Regions from separate parts of the Oryctolagus cuniculus genome. Here region 2 is linked to region 1. Evidence: chromatin contacts called from public Hi-C data. All regions are on one chromosome and are shown on one strand. Each heading gives the region's core, a stretch centred on a gene start, on an enhancer-like site or on the middle of the called end of the contact. The rest is flanking DNA. Distances are from core to core; before and after follow the strand shown. Region 1 holds the start of CCDC110 (coiled-coil domain containing 110). Region 2 has its middle 29 kb from the start of TLR3.

Region 1 (7,522 bases), core at 2,822-5,321:
CACACACACACACACAAAATGGAGTACTACTCAGCTATATAAAAAAAAGAAATTATGTTTTTGTAACAAAATGGATGCAACTGGAAACCATTATACTTAGTGTAATAATCCAGTCCCAGGGCTGCCACCACAACTCACTTGGCTAATCCTCCGCCTGCGGCGCCGGTACCCGGGTTCTAGTCCTGGTTGGGGCGCTGGTTCTGTCCCGGTTGCTCCTCTTCCAGTCCAGCTCTCTGCTGTGGCCCGGGAAGGCAGTGGAGGATGGCCCAAGTGCTTGGGCCCTGCACCCGCATGGGAGACCAAGAGGAAAGGGCCTGGCTCCTGGCTTCAGACCAGCGCAGTGTGCTGGCCGTAGCAGCCATTTGGTGGGTGAACCAATGGAAGGAAGACCTTTCTCTCTGTCTCTCTCTCTCACTGTCTAACTCTGCCTGTCAAAAAAAAAAAAAATAATAATAATAATCCAGTCCCAAAAAGACAGATACATATGTTTTCCCTGATCTGAGGTAAATAATAGAGTACCTAAAATGTAATATATTGGAATGAAATGGACATTTTGAGATTTGATGATTGTTCACAGTCCTTGTCTCTTCTGTTTTGGAACAATGTTTTTTCCTTTATACTATTTGTTGAAATCTTTTACTTATTATAGGGTTAACTTTACAACCATTAAGTAAACTGAAAGTAAGTCTTTGTAAAAATTAAGAGTGGGAATGAGAAAGGGAGGAGGAAGAAGTGCTGGAGCATGGGCAGGAGGGAGCGTGGGCTGGGCAGTATCACTATGTTCCTAAATATGCATATATGAAATTCATGAAACTTGTATAACTTAAATAAAATTTAAAAAGAAATTCATGTGCCACCTGATAGGAAACAATGAGAAGGACCAAATGTCACTTTTTGAACAAATATGTACTATCTGAATTTAATCACTACAAAACATCCACAAAGCCACAAGAAGGAGCATTTCTAAAATAGCTGGCCTAGAATCTTTAACAGTGTCAAAATAACAGAAGTCCAAGGAAGACTGGTAAACAAACTGCTCTGACTGAAACCTATTAGAGACATGTTATGACAACGAAATGCTATGCAAAATCTTGGATTGGCTCCACTTTCTATAAAGGACAACACAGGTAGAACAAGTGAAATCTGAATGGGATCAAAGGACTAGAAGGTAGTAATGCATCAGTGTCAATTTCTGAAGTTTGGTGGCTTTATTGATGCTTATGTTCTTATGCTTCTTGTAAAGACAGAGGGGACGTCATACAAACAACTCAACCTTTAACAACTGAGGAGAAAAAGAACTCGGGGGAGCAGGGTGCTGGCGCTGTGGAGTAGCAGGTAAAGCTTCCACCTTCAGTGTCAAGATCCCATATGGGCACAGGTTCGAGTCTTGGTTGCTCCACTTCCCATCCAGGTCCCTGCAAATGGCCTGGGAAAGCAGTAGACGATGGCCCAAGTCCTTGGGCCCCTGCACCTGTGTAGGAGACCCCAAAGTAGCTCCTGGCTCCTGGCTTCAGATTGGCACAGCTCCGGCCATTGCAGCCATCTGGGGAATGAACCAGCAGATGCCTCTGTCTATCTGTAATTCTGCCTTTCGAATAAATAAATAAATCTTAAAAAAAAAAAAAACAGAGATCATAGCATCCTTGAACTTTACTGTAAGTTGGTGAAGAACTGAGAGCTAGCTCAAGCCCATTTTAATACTGAAGTAAAGATCTAAATACAAGTGGTGAGTAAAAAGAGAAAGCTGTGGAATAAACTATAAACTATGCTATAACTTATAAAAAGTTTTAAAACAGAGAACAATGACCTATGTTAATCCTGAGCACATTAAAAAAAAAAAAACTGAACTGGAAGACAGCATCCCAAATTTGTGGTGATGTTTTCTTACGGGAAGAACATGAGGAATTAGGAATAGGATAAGAGATAGTGGAGAGCGTCCAACTCTACATGTTTTATTTTTCTGAATAAAAAAACAAATATGGCAATAGAGTGATCACTGTTAATTCTGTGAGATGGAAGCCAGAAGTTAGTTACATCATTGTATGTTTCATTATTTTTAAATTTCTCAAAAAAAGACTTAACAAACAAGATTCTGGAAGGACTTTAAATTTTATAGGCCACCTAAACATGCATTTATGAGAAACCTGTAAAATTGTTCAGGTTTTTAGAAGTTTAGCAACTTCAACAAAGCTGATACATAATACAAATAACAGTCTCCTGAAAGCTCTTCAAAATATACCTTTCCAAATCATATCTGACCTAGAATAGTTAAATCTTTTCCGATTGGAGGAAAAATGTCAACAGTGTTTGGAAGCTCACCCTAAACTCTGGTGTGGAGAGCTGCCCTTCACCATTCGCCTTTTATGTAACTACGGCACCCATCGGAGCAGCGCCCTCTGCCTGGAGTTTTCCTCAGCCTTACCACAACTGGTCCAGTGTTGTGCAGGTAAGTACATCCTGCTCTGAGAGGTCAGGTCTCAGGTCATCCTCAACCTCAACCAGAAGGTTCAGAACGGAGGTAGTTTCCAAGTGTAGGTTGGGATGGGGGACGATGGTTTTAAGTGAGTAGGCATAACCAAACAAGGCTTTTCTCTCTGCACACACATTTCATACCTGCAGTGAGTGCCCAGTAGAGCTGGGTCCACCCTCCACTGCACTGTGTAAGCAACATGTTCATTCTCTTGCTACTATTTCCAGATTCTCTCCTTAAATAACAGGGTCACCCATGCAATTATGCCCTAAGGCCTTTCTAAAGGGAATGTCATTTATATTGTAGAACTCTTCATTTTTAAATCATCTTTCTTAATTTATTATAGTTTTATTAACTTCATAGATAGGGTTTTATATATTAATTACAGTAACTTTCTGACAAGTCAATTGCTTTCTTTCCTAACTAGGAATATGTGTAATTAAGTTTACAAAAGGAAAATGATCTTGATAACCAAAAGGTCTTATTGATCTAATATCTAGCATAAAACTTCTAGTACAAGGCCTGCTTTTCTGACTGGTGAGCTGATTGGGAGGCACTTACAATGAAACTCTTTAGAGACTAGGACACTGGCTAAATTTGAGTTTGATATTATAGTACTCACCATCTGATTTTTATATTTTATGCTAAATGGTGTAACTGACACCTTCAATTTAGACCCACAAGTAATTTCTACGTACTATCCAATATTGATTTGCCAACATAAGTTACAATTACATAACAAATTATAGAATATTATAATAATATTATATATTAATAGCATAAATTATTTGTTAGAAAAAATCCATTTGTATGAAAACTAAATTGTTAAGAAATAGTGACTTTTTAACCTAATGTGGTAGAGGCCTTTGTCTTTTAATTAAACTTCTTTTAACTAGGGCAAACAAAAGTCTTTTCATCATTTCAGCCTCGGGCCAATCCTGGAATGAAACAAGAGGAAGGAAACTGAACCAAAGTAAACCTTGGGGCGGCCACTCCTCAGAGTGTGCCCGTGCCCAGCGCCGCCGCGTCTCCAACACAGCTGAGCTCCCATAGCTATCGGGACGACGGAGAATCCCCAAGGCCAAGGTAGGCAACCGGGTGGGCGCGAGAGAAGAAGGGGGCGAGGGGTCCCTGCCAGCACTCGGCTGCCCGTGGGAAGAGCGTCGGGCCCAGCGGACGACCAGGAGCCAGGGCCCCGGGCGAGCGCGCGCACCTGCGCCCGCGCCCTCCTCACCTGTGCCCGCCCTCACCTGCGCCCGCGCCCGCCTCACCTGCGCCTGCCTCACCTGCGCCCGCGCCCTCCTCACCTGTGCCCGCCCTCACCTGCGCCCGCGCCCGCCTCACCTGCGCCTGCCTCACCTGTGCCCGCGCCCTCCTCACCTGTGCCCGCCCTCACCTGCGCCCGCGTCCGCGTCACTTGCGCCGGCGCCCGCCTCACCTGTGCCGGCCCTCGCCTGCGCCCGCGCCCGCCTCACCTGTGCCGGCCCTCACCTGCGCCCGCGCCCTCCTCACCTGTGCCCGCCCTCACCTACGCCCGCGCCCGCCTCACCTGCGCCCGGCGCCCGCCTCACCCGTGCCCGCCCTCACCTGCGCCCGGCGCCCGCCTCACCTGCGCCAGCCTCCGCTGCGCTCGTGGCCGGGGGGCGGCGCCCAGCGGCCCCGTTACCAGGCAACGGGCTGCCCGGGCGCGAAGCGGCGGAGCCGGATGCGTGGGGGAGGCAGTTGGGAGAGAGGCCTTGAACAGCAGACATGAGCCCCGGTGAGAGCCGGGCTGGGGCTGTTTCCGAGGGGGGAGCCGCGGAAAGTCGGAAGGGGAGGGAGAATAAAAGTGCGTGGCCCGAGGCCCGTCAGCCCCAAACGCCCGGGATTCCCGGGTCCACCTGGAGCGCACCCCGGCCGGCCGCTGCGGGCGCGCCGCTCTGGCGCGGCGGCCGCCTCTCCTCCGCTGCGTGGCCCGAGCGCGCCCTCCAGCGGCCAGCGGCCGCCAGCCGCGCCTCCCCGCCAGGCGGGACCCAGAGCGCAGGGCGCTTCCCTTACAGAAAGGCATCCTGAGGAAGGGGACGACGTCGACTCCGTTCTCCTGTCAGCGGCTAAGATCCTCAAGTCCTCCGAGGGAGGAAAGGAAGGTGGCGGCAGCGACGCAGGTAAAACCTCCCGGGCGAGGCCTCGGGGGCAGCGGTGGGGCGGCCCCGCGGTGCCGGCGGACTGCGGGTCACTGCGCAGGCGACGCTGCCCGGCCCGCAGGGCTTGTGCGGACACTGCTCTAAGCTATCTAAGGGGGCGCTATCGTCGTCCCTTTTTACAAGTGCGGAACCAGGCGCAGAGGGGTTGGCTGAGTCCCCGAGTCACAGGGGCAGCGGGGAACAGAGCGGGCAGGTCCGGGCTGCGGACCTTCGCCTCTGGACAGCACCGCCACACAGCTTCTCTGAGCGCCAAGACTTGTTGGTTTTCTTGAACGCTAAAAAGATACATACTTTACCTCAAAAAATACCCGAACTTCGCATTCGTGTTAAATGTTTATGGGCTACAGGATGTCGTGTGGGAAGGAGGATGTTTGCGGTAACCACTTAGCTTCAGATTTCAGGCCCCACAGGAACCGCGCGTGAGATGCGTGTCGGTGCCCAGCTGAGAATCCTGAGACTCCAGTCTCACTTCCTCCAGAGAAGCCGGGCGAGACTGCACACCCCGGAGGGCCCTGCTGTCAGCATGGCAGGCCAGGGAAGGAGGCAGGGGCCAGAGCCAAACTGATGGGCCGAGTTAGACGCCCCGACACGGTCACCTGTACGCCACGTGGGGCGGCCAGACCCTCCCGACACAGATGTGCTGAGAGGAGCCCGCAACCTGACGAGGCCAGCCTCAGGACACGAGTTCTGCATCTTCACAAATGCCTGTGGAGGATGGAACACATCCCATCACCACCTGGGTGGGCACCGTCTCCTGGGGCAGCAGGACTGTGCCCTGACCGGTCCCCTCTCTGCTCCCTGCCTGCCACCACCCGTGAGGACACAGCAGGACTGTGCCCTGACCGGTCCCCTCTCTGCTCCCTGCCTGCCACCACCCGTGAGGACACGCCGGCTTCCCTGTGCAACCGGGAGGGGGAAAGGGTCTCCATAGCCTACTTGGATCTGAAGTTTGCCCGGTATTTGCCTCTAAGAGGGTATTTATTGTCAGAAGAAATGGAGGTACCTTAATTCACAAGAACATGTGTTTTCCAATATGAATGAGATATAGGGCTCTGGAGAAAGAAGCCAGCACGTAAAGATAATATACACTGTTTAAGAGTTATAGTCTATTTATTTATTTATTTATTTTTGACAGGCAGAGTGCACAGTGAGAGAGAGAGACAGAAAGATCTTCCTTTTTGCGTTGGTTCACCCCACAATGGCCGCTGATCTGAAGCCAGGAGCCAGGTGCTTCCCCTGGTCTCCCATGTGGGTGCAGGGCACAAGCACTTGGGCCATCCTCCACTGCACTCCCGGACCATAGCAGAGAGCTGAACTGGAAGAGGAGCAACCGGGACTAGAACCCGGGGTGCCAGCGCAGCAGGCGGAGGATTAGTCTATTGAGCCACGGCACCAGCCAAAGAGTTACAGTCTTGTTAGCCATGGTGATTGCAAGTGTGTAGGATGGAGCACAGAAGGGGAACTCAATAGATGCTAGCTATCATTTTCCTAAGACAGCAGGAATTGCCTGCCTGCGACTCCCAGCCCAATGAGGAAGCCTGACTTTGAGCCCTCCCCTCTTCCTGTCCTCAGCTCTGCATCTCATTACATCTCCATTCCTAGAATACTGACCAACAGGATATCATCCTGATTAGCATAAATAATGCTGTTACAAGAGTTGTATAATATTCCTAAGGTCTTTGAGTTTAGAACAGTAATTAATTAACCCCCATTAAGCCTTGATTGATTGGAAAGGGTTTTTTTTTTTTTTTGTGCGGGATACTTTTGAACTTCAGGGTGACCAGCATGTTTTACGTAGCACCCCTGATCTACCCAAGCTTTCATGCATACATCCATCACACATGTGAACATCTATTGTACACATATTTTTTAGCACTGGCTATGTATCAAGTGCTGTTTTAGGTGCTGGCATTCCACAATCCCTGTCCACGTGAAGCTAACGTTCTTGCTGTAGGGACAGACAAAGGATGCTGTGTGTGAGCTGGGAGCAAATCCTATGGAGAAAAGTAAGGCAGAGAGGGGGAGAGTAGCAGATGGCTGTCAGAGTCAGGGAGGGAGTGTGCAATTTTCAGCAGGGTGGTAGGAGAAGCGCTCACTCAGCAGGTCGCATCTGCACCAAGAATGAGGTAAAGGAGAAATCAGTGCACATTTCCAACGCAAGCGCACAGCCCTGGGGTGTGGGAGCTGTCCTGTTTCAGGAAGAGCTGTTGTGAATGCAGCAGACTGGGTAAGGGGAGACTGGGCAGGGGGCTTTGCAGTTCCATGTAAGGGCATGGGGTCATATTCTGAGCAACCCTGGAAGCACTGGGGAGTCCTGAGCAGCCTTCCTTCCCATTAACCAAGCCATCATCAAATTGCCTCTGCGATAATGATTCAAGTAAATGTTTCCCAAGCATTTAGTGTATACCATGTACCATGCCGAAGAGCTCTACCTACAAACTAGACATTTGCCCAGAGTTAGCCCTCAAAGAGAGGTGTGGGAAAGCCAGGGTTCAAACCCAGGCAGCCTGACCCCACGGCTCACACTTCTGCTGACCATGACAGCGCCTTGGGCACAAGGTTTTGTGAATCAGTAATTTCTAGAAATGAACTTGAATTTTTGTAGTGATCTCAGTATTTGAGCCAATCTTCAGAGGGACATCCTATACAGAATCATCCCATGTTGCATTTTTAAATTTGTTCTGGTTCCATTAGCTCTGGGTATGCCCTTAATACTTTCCAGATACGTTGACTATGACATAACTTTAAGCAGGCTTCAGAATAAACTCCCCTTATCTTTAATTATCTCACAAGTCATCCTGTTGATAATTGTCTTGTTTTTCTGCTTTTAATACTTAACTATGAAACAGCTGGAGAATTTCAGTGGACT
Region 2 (7,522 bases), core at 2,091-4,590, 580 kb before region 1:
CACGTTGTATAACTCATGGTTTAACCACTTTGCTGCTAAGAGAGTGATCACACAATGAGCCAAGACTGTTAATCAATCTTAGTGAGTATCCTCCAATAGAGAATATCCAGATGTTGCCTAAGCTCTCCTAACACCAAGAACCAGATCTATCACACACAATGCAAAGACTGGGCATTGATGACTCTCTTCAAAAAGATCATGATCACAAGGGGGGAAATGTGCAAATAAAAGGAAAGAGTTATTATGAAAGAACATTGAGGGAATTTTCCAAATGGATCAGGAGACCACTAGGGAATCACAAAGTATGCATGACTCCAGCTGCTGCCTGGAATGTGAACTTTAGACACTTTTCCCCTTGACTGCAGTCATCTGGAACAGATGATCAATCACACTGAATTCAGAGATTCAAGATGTATGGCAAGAGGCAATCAAACTCCTAGGGACAGTTTAACTAAATATATGCATGCTTTTCTTTGGCCCATTACACAGTCTCTATCATGTAGCCTCTGCTCTTAGCTTCAATGGAAGTTCGCCCACAAAAGAATGTTTAATGTTTAATAATAAAACAAAACCATGCATTAAGCTCCCACCTTCCCTGCTTCTTTGCAACATTGGTTCAGAGCCATCTGAATCTGTGTCTCCTGAATTGCAAGTCCCAAGATTGTGAATGAAATTGCCTTTTTTTTCTATTCTTAGTTTCTGAGTTTGAACTGATCAACACTAAGTTTTGTTTGTTTGTTTGTTTGACAGGCAGAGTTAGACAGTGAGAGAGAGAGAGACAGAGAGAAAGGTCTTCCTTTTTCCGTTGGTTCATCCCACAAGTGGCCACTACGCCGATCCGAAGCCCGGAGCCAGGCACTTCCTCCTGGTCTCCCATGCGGGTGCAGGGCCCAAGGACCTGGGCAATCCTCCACTGCACTCCCAGGCCACAGCAGAGAGCTGGCCTGGAAGAGGAGCAACTGGGACAGAATCCGGTGCCCTGACTGGGACTAGAACCCGGGGTGCCTGCACCACAGGCAGAGGATTAGCCAAGTGAGCCGCGGTGCCAGCCCCAACACTGTTTAACTCTATGACTGGGTAGTGAAATCACTCACACACGAGTCAGATGTGTAAATAAAAGGTAGCCCCTCAATTTCCCTACCATTGACACATCTTGCTCCTGCAAGTCAACCTGCTGGTGTTGGGGTGTGGGGCGCAAATGTGAATCAAGATCTAGCTCATCTCAACTTCTGTTCATTTTAAATCTTTTATTCAGTGCCTGGAGTCATGCCCCAATTCTGCTCCTGACAATAGCTGCCTGCTAATGTGCACGCTAGGAGGCAGAAGGTGATGGCTCAAGTAGTCGGGTTCCTGTCACACATGTGGGAGGGATCAGGATTGAGTTCCCAGCTCCTGGCCTCAGCCTGGCCCAGCCCTACCTTTTATCAGCATTTGGGGAGTGAACCAGTGGATGGGAGATCTCTTTCTGTCTGTTTCTTTGTCTCAGTCTCTACTGCTCTCTCTGACTTCGGAATAAATAAAACAAATTTTAATAAAATAAAATTAGATCTTTCCTTTAGTAAATGCTCACTTCCTTTAATGCTCAGTTTCCCAGCTCACAGCCTCCCCACACCAAGGGAACGGACACAGCAGTTCTGTTACTCGCCCACCCTTTCCACCTCCTCCTGATGTACAACAGCTTGCATCTCCTGACCACACCCTCAAGGGACAAAGGGTCACTCCTCCCTGCTCTCATGGCAAAAACGGTGCCTTCTCAGACATCTAGGCCAGGCGCTTTATATGCATGAGACGTCCATGACACTCGCTTCTCTTTCTTCCTGTCTTTCTCTCTTGCTTTTGCTCGTCCTTTCTCATTCTCTTCCTCTCTCCAAAGTTTAGCCTTTGGTCGTCCTGTCTTGGTCTTGCTATAGACAGTAAGAGAAATCAAATTTGATGGTCAAAGCATATAGCTACAAGCAAGAAGCCCCATTTCCCTAGCGAGGGAGGGGAGACTTTCCTTCTAACCTCTGAATATTCAGGACGATAGTCCCTGAAACAAACTGTCAGGAGGTAGGTCCCCAGGAGTAAAGGTGGCACAGGGGTGTCCCTGGAATGAAAAGTGGAAGCTTGCGTATCTTCTTCAGAGGGGACAGAAGAAGGAGACACAGGAAGCTTAGGGGGGAATAAGTGATCTGGGGGAAAGATAATGTGCCCTCCCAAGCATAGGTGACAGCCTGTGACCAAACCAGTCTGGGTGTCCTCTCTTGTGATGAGTTCAACCTTCCCCAGTGATCAGAGTCCTGGGGAGGGGATTCCTGAGAAGTGAGTTGCTTTTGGAGGACCTGTCTTTAGGCAGGTAAGAGAAGTGCTGGGAAAGATCGCCTTTTATTTGCCCCTCCTCAGCTGCCCTCACTTTAAGTATCAGAACACTAGTGTGCCATATTTGGGGTCCTGAACTGCATTGCCCATGAAGCACGGAAACCCACGACTTCCATGACTGGGGTGCTCAGGCACCAAGACCAATAGGAAATGGAAACATGTCAGAAAATGCATTTCAAAAACCAGCGTGCTCGCAAGGAGCTATCCCCAGGGTAAAGGGAGATGAGTGTAAGGGACTTTCTTTTCATGACCCTCCCCTTCCTTCATGAATATCCTCGAAGTTCATATAGGTCAAAAGGTCATTAACTGGATAAAATTACACAATGGAGTGAGGGAAGGTCATAAGGGAGAATTCTCATTAAACAGAGAAAACCAAAGCAGAACGTTGATAGCTACCAAGACACTGAGAACAATTTTATCATTTGTTTGTTGTTCATAACTGCTTGCCCTTGAAACCTGGCAAGCTGACAAGTTAATCACTTGGAAGGAACAGGTCTCCATGCCAAGCCCAGGTGTCCCAGTGGCAACGAGATTTGCAGCTCTCCCTGGGTAGTCAGAGGAGGGCAAACAGGCCTCCTTTTGGTTCCACCTGAACAGTCGGAGATGGGCGCTGGGACTTGGCTGCTGCTCTGGCACCCGGAGCTGCCTGTTTGTGCTCAGCTCCACTTCAGTCCCTGCATGGTAGAGGAAACGGGAAGTGGTGAGCAATGCCATCAGAATGCACAGACAATGCACGGAATTCTTCTCATGCTAAACTCAAGAAAAATCCCTCAGCTCTCAGAATGTTCCTTGCTAATCTCCCTTTCTGGCTGTTCTTCAGCTACTTGGAATCCTTTCTCAGGCTTCTAGCCTCCTTTTAGCTGTAGAAAGAGAATGAAAGAAATGCACCCTAAGACCTTGGATTTTTTCCCTTCCTCTCTGTTGCCAATGAATCAGTCTGAAAGCGAGCTGGCGCAGGGTCCAGGGATTTGCGTCAGAGACTTGAGAGAGCTTAGCAAAGCGGTTGCTGCAGGCGGTCGGGCACTTCCAAACATGGCTCTAGCTGATGGCCTGCACTTCTAGGGTAGTGATCTGCTGTTCACACGTGTCTCCTACCTGCACATAGACTGGGAATGTTTTATGTATTTTCTTCTTTCTTTCTTTGCTTCGTTTTTGTTGGGTGGGCAGGGGTGGTGGCTTTCATATACATCTTAATAGTTCCATGATCAAAATCACTGCTTTTCAAGCAAATTAACTAGAGCACACAGCACTTCAGTTCCCTTCTTGTACTTTCCTCCTAGGCATCTCATGGAGTGGAACACAAACACTGTGTCTGCTTCTCTAAGGAGTTTTCCATGGGAAGGGCAATTATTTTTGTTTTTATTGGTATCCCTCTCTCAAGGAGTCTGTTCATTTATTCAATAATGTTTACTGAGTGTCAACTATGTAGAGGGTACTCCAAAGAATTCCACAAACAAAGCCCAGAGAACAAGGCAGGAAAGGGACATAGACATGAATGTAGTAGGGGAGACATTAAACATATAAACATTTTAAGACCATCACATGTATTTTATTTTGTCCCATGTGCTCTGGCACCATGAAGAAAACAGACAGAGTATCTCATGTATTTTGAGGCTGGCTTTTCTTTTTAAAATTATTTAGTTTTGGGGCGGGGAGGGAGAGAGACATAGTATCTCCCTTCCACCGGCTCACTCACCAAATGCCCTGGGCAAATCTTGGGACCAGGAATTCAGTTCAGGTCTGGCACATGGGTAGCAGGGACCCAACAACCTGAGCTGTCACCTGCTGCCTCCCAGGATACACATTAGCAGGAAGCAGATCAGAAGCAGAGCCCGAACTCAAACCCGGGCACTCCAAAATGTGATGCAGGCAGCTGAAGCAGAGTCTTTTTTTTTTTTTTTTTTTTTGACAGGCAGAGTGGACAGTGAGAGAGAGAGACAGAGAGAAAGGTCTTCCTTTGCCGTTGGTTCACCCTCCAATGGCCGCCACGGCCGGCGCACTATAGCCGGTGCACCGCGCTGATCTGATGGCAGGAGCCAGGTGCTTCTCCTGGTCTCCCATGGGGTGCAGGGCCCAAGCACTTGGGCCATCCTCCACTGTACTCCCTGGCCACAGCAGAGAGCTGGCCTGGAAGAGGGGCAACCGGGACAGAATCCGACGCCCCGACCGGGACTAGAACCCGGTGTGCTGGCGCTGCAAGGCGGAGGATTAGCCTAGTGAGCCGCGGCACCGGCTGAAGCAGAGTCTTAACTGCTGGACCAAACGCCCACCCTAGGGCTGGCTTTTCAACTCCTCTCCCAACCCATTTACGGAATCACTCTCAGCACTACAGTTAGGATGTCTGCTTGAACTGTAGGAGCAGAAAAGCAAAACAAAAAAAACAAGCTTGCAACTCCTCGTCTGAGACTTCCTGCAGGGAAGTTTGGAGGGCTACCCTCTGTGTGGAGAGGCATGGGTGTGTGTGGGGAACCATGTTACATGAGCAGGCCTGGTCCGGCCAGCTCAGCCACAGCTCTTCTCCTGTTTTCTGGTATTGCAGGTGTTGCGAGGCAGCTGGTAGCCAAGGACCTATCTGTGTGTGTCTTTTCTCTCAGCTCCTGCTTTTCCTGGCTGCGAAGCATCCCAGAGCCTTGGACAGGAGGGCATCTCCTGCCTCTCTCAATGCTCACAGCCCTTGGTTTCATACCCAGGGCAGGATCTAGCACCTGACTATTTCCCAGCCTCTCCCCCAAGGGTAAGCGACTTTGGCTTCTGCTCCTCTCTAGGAACATGGCTTACGCCAAGACTGTCAACTGGAGGGTTTTCTGCCTAGTCCCAGTCTTTCCAGGTGCACGCAGTAGAAAACTGGAGCGTGGCTAGTGGGTGAATACAAATTCTCCTTCTGCCTGAGGCCCCCAGGCATCTAAGCTATCTCAGTGGTTTGCGCTTGGTCTTCAAGAATCTGTTGATGTATCTGGCTGTTTTCTTCCAGCCTGACTTAGGGCAGCTGCATCCCCCTCCCAGACTCTGCCCAAGGTCATACATTCTGTACTGCCCTTTTTTTTAAAGATTTATTTATTTATTTGAAAGGCAGAGTTACAGAGAGGAAGAGGGAGAGAAAGGAGGGGGGGTCTTTCATCACTCCCCAGAAGGCCACAATGGCTGGAGCTTGTGCCAATCCAAAGCCAGGAGCCAGGAGCTTCTTCTCAGTCCCCCACATAGACACAGGGGCCCAAGGACTTGGGCATCTTCTACTGCTTTCCCAGGCCATAGCAGAGAGCCGGATTGGAAGTGGAGCAGCCAGGACTCGAACTGGTGCCCATGTGGGATGCCGGCACTGTAGGCAGTGGCTTTAACTGCTATGCCACAGTGCCAGCCCCTGTGCTGTCCATTTCTGAAGGGACCTGCCAGTGCTCAGAACTGAGCTTACTCCATTGCCTTGCAACTTCAGCTTGCTGATATACTTAAGAAAATTTGTAATTCTAATCTTGTAGATTAACTGGATTTTCCTCCTTGCTGAGGTGGGAGTGATCTCTTCTGGAAGCTGTCTACGTCTCAAGTGGAGGCAGACTTCTCTGTTTTGCTTGGAGATCTGACACAGGTGGTCTGGAGTCTGGTCTCCTCACTGGTGAGTGATGGAAGCCTCTGTGCTGCTAAAGCTTCAGAAGTGAAGTATTTGTCAACTCACCATGTATCTGTGAGGTGTCTACTACTGGTTGAGCATCTCGTATCTGAAATGCTTAAGATCGGAAATATTTCCAATTTGGAATATTTGCATATACATAATGAGATATCTTGGGGGCTGGGATGCAAGTCTATATCCAAAGTTCATTTGTATTTCATATGTGCCTATACCCAGGGTCTGAAGATTACTTTATATGATATTTTGAGTGAATCTTTGTTTTAGCCATGACCCAGCACATGAGGCTAGGTGTGGAATTTTCCATTTGTGGTGTCAGCACTTTCAGATTTTAGAGCACTTCCGAGTCCAGATCTTTGAACCAGGGATGCTCAACGTATATTCACACATCACTGTATCAAGAACTGAGGAGAACAAGGTGAGCAGGGCACAATTCTTGTTCTACAGTTGCTCACAGACTGCACGGAGTGAATGGGCAAAAACAAATGTAATAAAGCAGTGAGGTGAATGTCATAGTAGGAGTGGGAAGGAAACACTGGGAACATGGGCCTAAAGAATAGGACACGGGGGCACTGAGGAAGTATTTTTAAAAATTATTTATTTGTTTACTTATTTATAGATTGACTTTCTTTTTTAAAAAAAGATTTTATTTATTTATTTGAGAGGTAGAGTTACAGACAGAGGGAGAGACACAGAGAAAGGTCTTCCATCCACTGGTTCACTCCCCAGTTGGCTGCAATGGCCGGAGCTGCGCAGATCTGAAGCCAGGTGCCAGGAGCTTCCTCTGGGTCTCCCAAGCAGGTGCAGAGGCCCAAGGACTTGGGCCATCTTCTACTGTTTTCCCAGGCCATAGCAGAGAGCTGGATTGGAAGAGGGGTAGCCGGGACTAGAACCAGTGCCTATATGGGATGCTGGTGCCGCAGACAAAGGATTAAGCTACTGCGCCATGGCACTCGCCTCAATTGACTTTCATTTTATTTGATAGGCAGCGAAAGACAAAGAAAGAGAGAGTGAGTGAGAGAAACAGAAAGAAAGAAAGAGATTTTCCATCAGCTGGTTCAGTCCTCACATGCCCACTACAGCCAGCAACAGGCTAAGCCAAAACCAGGAGCCAGGAACTCCATCCGGGTCTCTCATGTGGCTGGTAGGGACCCAAGTACTTGAGCCACCACCTGCTGCCTCCCAGGGTACACATTAGCAGGAAGCTGGAAAGGGAAACAGAGCAGGAACTCATGCCCAAGGACTGATACAGAATGTGGTTGTACCAAGTGGTGTATTGATTTCTGGGCAGGATGCCTGACCCAGAGGAGGTACAGTTATTTGAGTTATTTCTGGCAATTTTGAGTAAGAGTTTCCCAGACTGAAAAGATGAGGAGTCAGCCATAGAAAGCATCCCTCATTCACTAGGAACAGCTCCTCTTGCAGGCAGAGTTTCCTTGGGTCCAAATGCTCCTTCCTGGTCTAGCAGACCAGCCCAGTTTTAGCTATAGTCATCTTTATGCCTGAGTCCTACAGATGGGCTCAACATTTCTGCAAGGTCTCCAG

The links. A called contact is a pair of places that touch in the nucleus more often than the background predicts.
Region 2: a Hi-C map of an unstated tissue shows a contact between it and region 1, with 4 times the contacts expected there. The contact joins the enhancer-like site here to the promoter of CCDC110 in region 1. A contact is called at or near these places in 3 of 6 Hi-C or Micro-C datasets (ear pinna, skin fibroblasts and an unstated tissue).

What each region holds. Positions count from the first base shown.
Region 1 is chr2:67,433,957-67,441,478 of mOryCun1.1, reverse strand. It overlaps CCDC110 (coiled-coil domain containing 110), which reads left to right and starts at 4,071. Exons shown (of 8, transcript XM_051833153.2): 1 at 4,071-4,229; 2 at 4,510-4,614. The coding sequence starts at 4,220.
Region 2 is chr2:68,016,674-68,024,195 of mOryCun1.1, reverse strand. No RefSeq gene overlaps it. Among named protein-coding and RNA genes, the nearest start is that of TLR3, 29 kb to the left of the region's middle. Within about 2 kb of position 3,340, at least 6 of the 8 cell types and tissues checked have an H3K27ac peak or open chromatin away from gene starts, as enhancers often do. A contact at or near this core is called in ear pinna, where this site is marked.